Linked DNA regions of Mus musculus: region 2 is linked to region 1. A link is a contact called in public promoter capture Hi-C data. All regions are on one chromosome and are shown on one strand. Each heading gives the region's core, a stretch centred on a gene start, on an enhancer-like site or on the middle of the called end of the contact. The rest is flanking DNA. Distances are from core to core; before and after follow the strand shown. Region 1 holds the start of Abhd11 (abhydrolase domain containing 11). Region 2 holds the start of Taf6 (TATA-box binding protein associated factor 6).

Region 1 (4,090 bases), core at 870-3,369:
ACACACCATGGGGAAAGGGGGGGGGGGCGTGCGTCACCTTGACAACCGAACTAAGCTGCTTATCCGCCAGTTTTCGGGCTTGGGAGTGCGGCACCTTCTCTGGGATCTCAACAGCCTTCATGGCTGCTATGAAGGCTCCAATGTGTGATCCAGGTGTGGTTCCTACCGGGCTTATGTCTACAACAACCAATCGTTCCACAACATCTGGCTGGGAGACAGAATCAGACCAGAGCAGGTCCCAGACAAACTCTGAGCCGCCAGCAGAGTTTCTGGACCTGGCCATCCAAAGTGTGGATGAGTCCCACGTTATCAATGGGCTTAGAGTGCATTAAGAGGACCCAGATAGGTGTAGCTTACCCTCTGCAGTGCCAGGAGCATGGCTGTCTTTCCTCCCATGCTGTGGCCAACGAGGACGCAGGGCACCAGACCCAGCTGTGGAAGGAGGCCCTGAAGGTCCTGACTCATGGCCTCATAGCTTGCGTCTGGACTGTGGGGGCTGTCACCGTGGTTCCGGGCATCCACCGTCAGCACCTGCGATGGGGGTGAAACAGGAATGGTGTTACTTTGACTACAGACAACGAAAAGCCTGATAGGGTCCACAGAGCAGCTAGGGAGAGAAGTCTGGAGACATAAGTATGTGTGTGTATGTGTGTGTGTGTGTGTGTGTGTGTGTGTGTGTGCGCGCGCGCATGCGCACGTGCAGAGGTTAATATTGAGCAACTTCCTTAGTTGCTTTATTATATACACACATGTATGCATGTGCGCAAGTTATATCTTCGCAAGCACGTGCCATGGTGTACATGTGGAGATCAAATGAGAACTTCAGGTGCCAAGGAGAGAGGGCATGCAGACCAAAGGAGGATCAGAGTAGTCAGGGAGCAAATGGCTTAAATGGCTGGGTTAACAGGAAAGAGACGCTGGGGGACGGGAAGCCTCTGGACTGGAAAGGTTTATAGTAAGGGGTCGGGGGTAACAAGAGCAGAGAGCTGCCACTCGTACTGAGTAAGCCAGGAGGCTAGAGTGTGCTTTGGCATGCTAGTAGGTGCCACAAAATTGTCCCAAGTTTCTTTGGGACCTGACAAAGAGACCTGTTATGTCTCAGTAACATAAATGGACTAACTGTGGGGCATCTTACAGGACCAGGCCTCTTCATAGATGTTTTACGGTTTACTGGGCACTGAAACTTTCCATTTTCAGGTCACCAAGAGCCCAGACCTGAGTGATTGAAACTAGGTCCACTGCCCTCAGCCTTACCCCTTAGCCCCCGCCCACCCATGCACCGCCCCATCCGGAAGCTCACCCTCCGGCCAGTCCTCTGAACCATTGCCTTGGCGAGGGAGTTGAAGTTGGTTTTGCTGCCGAAGAGCCCATGCAAAAAGACGATGGCTGGGAGTGTCGCGTCTCCATCTAGAAGATTATAAGACAGCGGCAGCGGCCTGGAAGGTGGGGGCCACCATGGAGTAAGGGGGAGGAGAGAGTGAAAGAAAAAAGGGGCGAGGCCAAAGGAGAGGCGGGGCCAGCTAAGCCGCGTGCGAAGTGGACCAGTGGAGAACAACCCTCCCAGTGCCCTTGGCTGACCTCAGATCGGCGTTTTCTTGGCCACTACTGCGGCTGCTACAGAACGTGACAGGAACCGCCAAACGCCTGGGAGAGGAGGCACCGAGTACCCCACGGGGGACCCTCCACGCTCGCGCCCAGCGGAGCATGCCCACAGCCCGCAAAGTGTGCTTCCTAGGGCTGTCCTGCGCACGCTCCGCCTTTCAGAGCCCTGTCTATTCCAACTAGGGCTCCGCCTTTTCCCCCGCCCCCCCCCCATCGAGGCGCCACTTTAGGCCACGTGGTCTAATGTATTCCCGGAGTCAGTTCAGCCCCCTCCCAAAGCAGAAGCTTCTTGGACGCAGCCGCTAGACGACCCCAGCCCTTGCACGTTACACATTTCCTGCAGCCACTTTGAGCCTGGTCTGTAGGACTAGCTGGCTTGGTAACAGGCTGGGCGTAGCCATACAGCGCTAGCCCTGCCCCCTTGCGCCACTACGCAATTCCTACAGACGCTGTGAGCCGCTTAGAGACCAGTTCCCGACCAGGACCAGGGAAGCGCTACGTGGGACTGGTCCCTCCTCTGGGACAATATACAATCCCCTTTAGATCTGTGAGCCCCTGCCACGCCCTGGACGGGGTCACCAACTGGCTTGTTCTTCGCACCGTCACTCAACCGTCGTAGCCACTGCCAGGCACCCGGACGTAGGCTTCTTAGCCACACCTTGCGGAGCCACCGGGGACTCTGGGACCGCCTCCTGCATCATTACGTAATTCCCACTTTGCATGCATCTGCGAGTTCAGTTCCTTGGCCACGCCCTATCGTAGGCGGGGCTGTAAGAGGCCCTTGCACGGTTTCGCAACATTTTAAACTGCTCTAGCTCCCGGAATTGGACTCCTTGACCACGCCTTGGGCGGAGCTACCCGATTGTGGCACCGGCTTTTGCGCCATTACGTAATCCTGCCGGGTTCTGTGCACACTTCCCTGAACCCCTTGACAACGTCGTAGGCCACGCCTCTTCTTTTAAGAGCTTCTTAGTCTTCTAGTGTTTCCCTACTGGCGATCAGAGGTCCTCAGTTCGAGGCGCAAGTGTGGGGCGTGTCCCTAGCAAACTGAGAAGTCCTTTCTCGGCTGGCGAGCGGACCCCACCTGGCCTGCTCCTCTGTCCTCAGGCACCGCCCTGGGTGGGTACCATGCTCTCTGTGCCTCCGGCATGGTCAGGAGGCGCCAGGAGTGATTCTTGTTCCAGCTCCCGCCAGCTCTCTGGCGCCTTGCTCCGTAGTTGGGAGCCCTGTCAGGCTCCCCAGAGCACGAGTGCTTTGTCTCTCTGTCTCCTCACAGGAAACACCTAGGAGGAAGGGGCTTTCGCTCGATCTCCTCACTTAATCGATTAACTGAGGTGCAGAAAGGGCAAAGGATTGGGCCAACAGGCAGAACCAGAGTCTTAGTCCAGTCTTCCGTTCCTGGTCCAGGTCAATTTGAAAAACCAGGATTAAACCCTTAGCCAGGGATTTGTACTGTAGTTACCTGCACTGAATAGAGATGGCTCCGGGCCAGGTGTAGTGGCTACAATTTTAATCCCACACATTGGTGGCAGAGGCAAGCGGTTCTCTATGAGTTCAAGGCCAGCCTTGTATATAAGAGTCCAAGAACATCTAGAAATGCATAGAAAAACTCTGTCTCAAAAAAGAAAAAAGGAAGGAAGAAAGAGCCCTCATTAACAACCCGCCATTAGCAGAGAGTGGCAACCCTCTGCCCAGACTGCACCGCATTCTGCACCCATTTCCCCCAGAAAGCCTGCCCCCTGCTGTCTCCCCTCATAGTCTAGGGAAAGTCCCCGCAGCCCTCTTCTGCTGCGGTCCATCCTTTAGCAGTTCCGGAGCTGGTTTGGTCATAGCAAACACATCTGCTGGGGCGCCTTCAGGACTCCTTGTTACTGAAGTAGCACTTCAAACCCTCCAGAGTCCTTCCCAGCATCCTCAGCCGGGCACCAAGCCTCTGGCTCTTAGGTCCCTTTTGTTCTTTGTCAGCGCTGGTGGCCTTCGGTGCCACTAGTTGCCTAGACACACACACACACACACACACACACACACACACAGATTTATTTATTTTGCTTTATGTGTCTGAGTGTTTGCTTGAATGTATGTCTGTGTACCACGCCTGTACCTTGTGCCTTCAGAGTTGAGAGGAGGGCATAGGATCTCCTGGAACTGGAATTGCAGGTGGTTGTGAGCCACCCTGTGGGTCCTGGGGACCATACTCCAGCAAGAACATCATGTGCTCTTAATTCCTGAGTCTCCAACCTGTCTTGGTTTTGAGACAGGGTCTCTTTATTATACAGCTCTGACTGCCCTGGAACTCACTATGTAGACCAGGCTGGCCTCAAGCTCACAGAGATTCATTTGCCTCTGTCTCCAGAGTGCTGAGATCAAAGATACGTGCCTACACCTGACAACTGGTTTATGGTTGTTGTTTGTTTGTTTTGCTTGATTTTAGACAAGATCTTATGTATCCTAGGCTGGCCTTGAACTCCTGATCCTCCTGCCTCCATCT
Region 2 (4,400 bases), core at 113-2,612, 3.2 Mb before region 1:
ACCAGTCTGGTCTACAGGCAAGTTCCAGGACAGCCAGAGCTATAAAGAGAAACCCTGTCTCCACCCCCACCCCGACTCAGAAGAGTGGGGACACAGATGCAAAAATAAGTGAGAGATTAGAATCAAGTCATGGGTGTCAATGATAAAAACATGTTGTTGGGTGTAAAGTGAAGCAATAATGAATCCAAAGAAAAAGTTAGAGTTAGGGAGCCACAGGATATTTATTCAGTGACCTGGCTTCCTCCCTGTTGGGGATGGGAGGGGTGGTTGGGGGGAGGGCATTTACTAATGTAGCCAGAGGCCATGCTGCTTGTTGTAAAATCCCTACAGTGCACCCCATCTGCAAAGCCTCACACCGATGGGCAACTTCTAAGTGGTGTGGTGTCTTCATCTTCTCTTTATGAACTTCAGCTGGGGACTTACTCACCTTTAAAACCCCTAAAGGGGGCCATCAGGCCTGTAATTTAAGAGCGTCTCTGCCAGGGCGGGACTCAGTATGCCTATAAGGAATGAGTATTACACCCCACCCATGCAGATTGTCCAGATTTTTAACAAGGAGAGAAACGACTGAGGAAGATGCTCCATAGAGCCAGCGTTACAGGTTCTTGAACTACAATTCCCACAATACATTGGGGCCCAAGCCCGCAAGAAAAACCTAGATCCTTCTGGATGCCACCTGGGAAATGTAGTGCCACCTTAACCCTGCTTTCCCTCCCTTGTTCCCATTCAAGTGTTACCAAGCTCCAACAGAACCTCTTTCAAGACAGTCTAGTGATCCATCTATCCTAGCCCATTTGATTCAGCCTAGAGTTAGAGAGGCAGGAGGTAGATAGGGAGATGTAAATAGCAACTACTCCGTTTCTGTACCTTCGCATTTGCTGGGCAAACGTTCTGTGTCATCTTCCTCCTCTTTTGTCGCCTCAGCCCAAGCACCGTACGCTGCCAGGATGAAAAGCAGTATCTCCAGCCGCACAGGTCCCATGATAAAACGCAGTCCACACATACAACCACCCTTTGCCTTCAGACCAACTTCTGGAAGGCAGCGGGCCCTTTAAATTTAGGCGAAGCCCGCAGCAAGCTTTAAAAAAAAAAAAAAAAAAATCATAGAACGGTCAGCGCATGCTCAGAGCCAGCCCGAAAGTGGGTGGAGCGTGATGGCTCAGTTTTGTGGCGCCTTCTGAAGGTCCTGACAGCTGGGTAATGAAGATACAAATTGAAGTAATTAGAATAGAGTAATATGATCTTTACACATGCACGTAGAATGAAATTTTTATATAATTTCAGACTGTGAAACGATATGGTCTATTTTGACATAGGGAAGAACAGTGATAACTTTTTGGCTTCTGCCAGGACCTACTCCTGTCAGGGGGCGGGGCCAAGATGGCGCCGAGCGCCGGGTGAGCGGCGCTTTGGCAGCGGTGAGAGGCTTTTACTGCTCCCGGTGCTTGGCTGGCGGGGGAAAGTCTGAGGTGTATCCGTGAGGAGACCCTTTGAAAGGGCCCATGTGAGGACTGGGAAGAAGACGGTTGGTTGTGTGTCCGTGCTCGTGGGGACCCTGTGCGTGACTGCACTGGAAGGATGGTGGGGCGATGTAGTGGCTTGTGAACCTCCTGTAGCGCTGCCCGGGTAATCTTCGAATCACTTCCCTAGCTGAGAAAAATGATGTAAAGATATAGCTCAAGTTATCCCTTCTCTAAGAAGTCTTCCTGTCGCTTCCACTGATCTGAGAAACTCCCGAGGCTGCTAGAGTGTTTTATGAAACCTTAGTGGCAAGGGTACCACCACAGAGGACTGGGACCCGACCAGGTACAGAGTATGTGCTGAATAATTGTATTTCCTGTAGACAAGATTTAACAAAAGTCTGAGAAGACTTGGAATGAAAAGAACCAGTCCCTAGCACTCAGTTCTGAACACTCTTGAGGTTGGTTTCATGTCCAGTGTCAGGCAAGCTCCTTTCCTTTTAACCACAGAGTAAACTCCAAGCTTGAGTCTGTGTCTTTTTCATTTTGGTAATTGTTATACCAAGTATTTAGTGAACACTTACACCTTATTCATGCTGGGCAGTGGTGGCTCACGCCTTTAATCCCAGCACTTGGGAGGCAGAGGCGGGCGGATTTCTGAGTTCTAGACCAGCCTGGTCTACAAAGTTAGTTCCAGGACAGCCAGAGCTATACAGAGAAACCCTGTCTCGAAAAACCAAAAAAAGGAAAGAAAAAAAGAAAAAAAAAGACTTATTCATATATTTAACAATGCCCTAGGCACCAGATAGGTCAGTGAACATAACAGACATATTCTTGTTTACTGGTGGGGTAAGGATAATAAACAAGAAGAAATAATAGCCAGGCTTGGTGGTAAACAGCTGTAAAAGGCAGGAGGCTCTCCAAATCAAGACCACGGGATGAATTCCAGACGAGCCTGAGACCCAATTGTAGAAGGGTTGTTTAACATGTGGAAGGTCTTAGATTTAATCTAGAGTGATTTTATATATATACATATTATATCACTATTATTAAGAAGAAGAAGAAAACATAGCAAACAGGTAAAGCCAGGCATGGTGGTATGTGCTTGCAATCCCAGTACTTGGGAGGTAGAGGCCAAAGGACCAGTGTTGTCTACCTAGTGAATTTGAAGCCAGTGGGGCTATAGGAGACCTGCCCCTAAAGAGAGGTGGGTGGGGTCAGGTAGTCAGCCAAACACGTTTAGGAAGAACACAACAAAAGCTATAAAGCCAAGTACATGTCTGTCAGATTTAAAGGACAGCAAGGAGAATGATGTCAGGGTAAAGTGGGAGGGGGCGGGGCAGGTGATCAGAGATATGAGAGAAAAGAAAGAAACCATCTTAGACAGGAACTTATTGCAGAGTCGGGATGGCCTCAAACTTGCTGTCCCCACTTTAGCCTCCAGGGTACTGGGAATATGGGTGTACAGCATGTACACTCTGAAGCCTGACATGAAACCCAAGGCAGTCCACTGAAATTAGAAGTGTTAACCCCTACACCTGGACAGGAGGCAAGGGGAGTCGTTATAGGAAAGAAATAGTTACCTAGTTTATATTTTGACAGACCACTTTGGTTTTAAGAAACAAACGCACAAAAAAAGCCAAGATGGAAATAGGAACACCTTGTCCAGCGACTGAGTTCAGCAGATGAATAGGTGATAATCATCTGGGCCAAAAAGGGTCGGGTTGGGCTGCCTGGTAAGTTTTAAAGTTCTGCTGGGAATCAAACCCAGGCCCATGTGCATGCTAAGTACCTTACTACTGAACCACATCTTCCAGCCTGGTGGATTTGATTTAAGCGTCCATATAAGAATGACTTGTGCCGGATGTGGTGATGCACGCCTATAGTCCCAGCACTTGGAAAGTACCCGGAGTTCAGGGCCATTCTCAGCCACATATGGAGTAAGAGACTAGCCTAGGCTACAGAGGCCCTATTTAAAAAAAAAAAAAAAAAAAAAAGCCTGAGCCAGGCAGTGGTGGTACACGCCTTTAATCCTATCATCCAAGAGACAGAGGCAGCCAGATCACTGACTTTGAGGCCAGCCTGGTCTACAGAGCAAGTTCCAGGTCAGCTGGGGTTACACAGCCTTGGGGTGGAAGGACAGGGGACAAACTGGTCTGGAGATGTAGCTCAGTTGTTAGAGTATTTCCCAGACCACAAAACTGTAGAGGTACATGTCTGTAATCCTAGAACTAGGAAGGTAGAAGCAAAAGAATCCAGAGTCAAGGCTAGCTTTCATTACAGAGTTTAAGGTGTGGCTACAGAAATCCTGTACACAAAACTAAGAGCAAACAAACAAAATTGTCACTGGGCATGTTAATACATGCCTGTAATCCCAGTACTTGAAAGGCAGAAGCAGGAGGCTAGAATTAGAAGTGTCACGGCTGCATAGTGAGCCCCTGTGTCTAAAAGGAGAAAGGACAGGCCAAGCTGTTGTTTGGTAGCTTTGCTTTGAGGGTGAGCTGCAAGGAAGGAAGGAAGGAACTCAGATGTAGGGTTTGAATTATTTTTCCTTTTTATCTTACCCCACCCCACTATCAGGATCTCCATCTTTCCATCCTGGGGAGGCATCCTTCCAGGGACAGGAGCTGGAATTCCAGCATGGCCGAGGAGAAGAAACTGAAACTCAGCAATACTGTGTTGCCCTCTGAGTCCATGAAGGTGGTGGCAGAATCTATGGGCATTGCTCAGATTCAGGAGGAGACTTGCCAGCTACTGACAGATGAGGTCAGCTACCGCATCAAGGAGATTGCCCAGGTAACCCTTTTGTCCAGCTTCCCTTTGTGCTAACACTCCAACCTCCTATGTAACTCCAGATATCCTTGAACTTCTGACCCTCCTGCCTCCACCTCCCACTGCTGGGATTGAGGTTCTAATACCATGTCTTGTTTATGGGATGCT

What was found. Promoter capture Hi-C pulls out the DNA fragments that hold promoters and counts their contacts.
Region 2: a promoter capture Hi-C map of pre-B cells shows a contact between it and region 1. The contact joins the promoter of Taf6 here to the promoter of Abhd11 in region 1. A contact is called at or near these places in 1 of 39 promoter capture datasets (pre-B cells) and 1 of 484 Hi-C or Micro-C datasets (B cells).

What each region holds. Positions count from the first base shown.
Region 1 is chr5:135,007,328-135,011,417 of GRCm38.p6, reverse strand. Abhd11 (abhydrolase domain containing 11) reads right to left here and starts at 2,119. Exons shown (of 6, transcript NM_145215.2): 1 at 1,579-2,119; 2 at 1,301-1,436; 3 at 358-531; 4 at 38-208. The coding sequence starts at 1,706.
Region 2 is chr5:138,184,188-138,188,587 of GRCm38.p6, reverse strand. It overlaps Taf6 (TATA-box binding protein associated factor 6), which reads left to right and starts at 1,362. Exons shown (of 15, transcript NM_009315.4): 1 at 1,362-1,418; 2 at 4,041-4,256. The coding sequence starts at 4,101. Cnpy4 (canopy FGF signaling regulator 4) reads right to left here and starts at 1,053. Exons shown (of 6, transcript NM_178612.4): 1 at 868-1,053. The coding sequence starts at 1,003.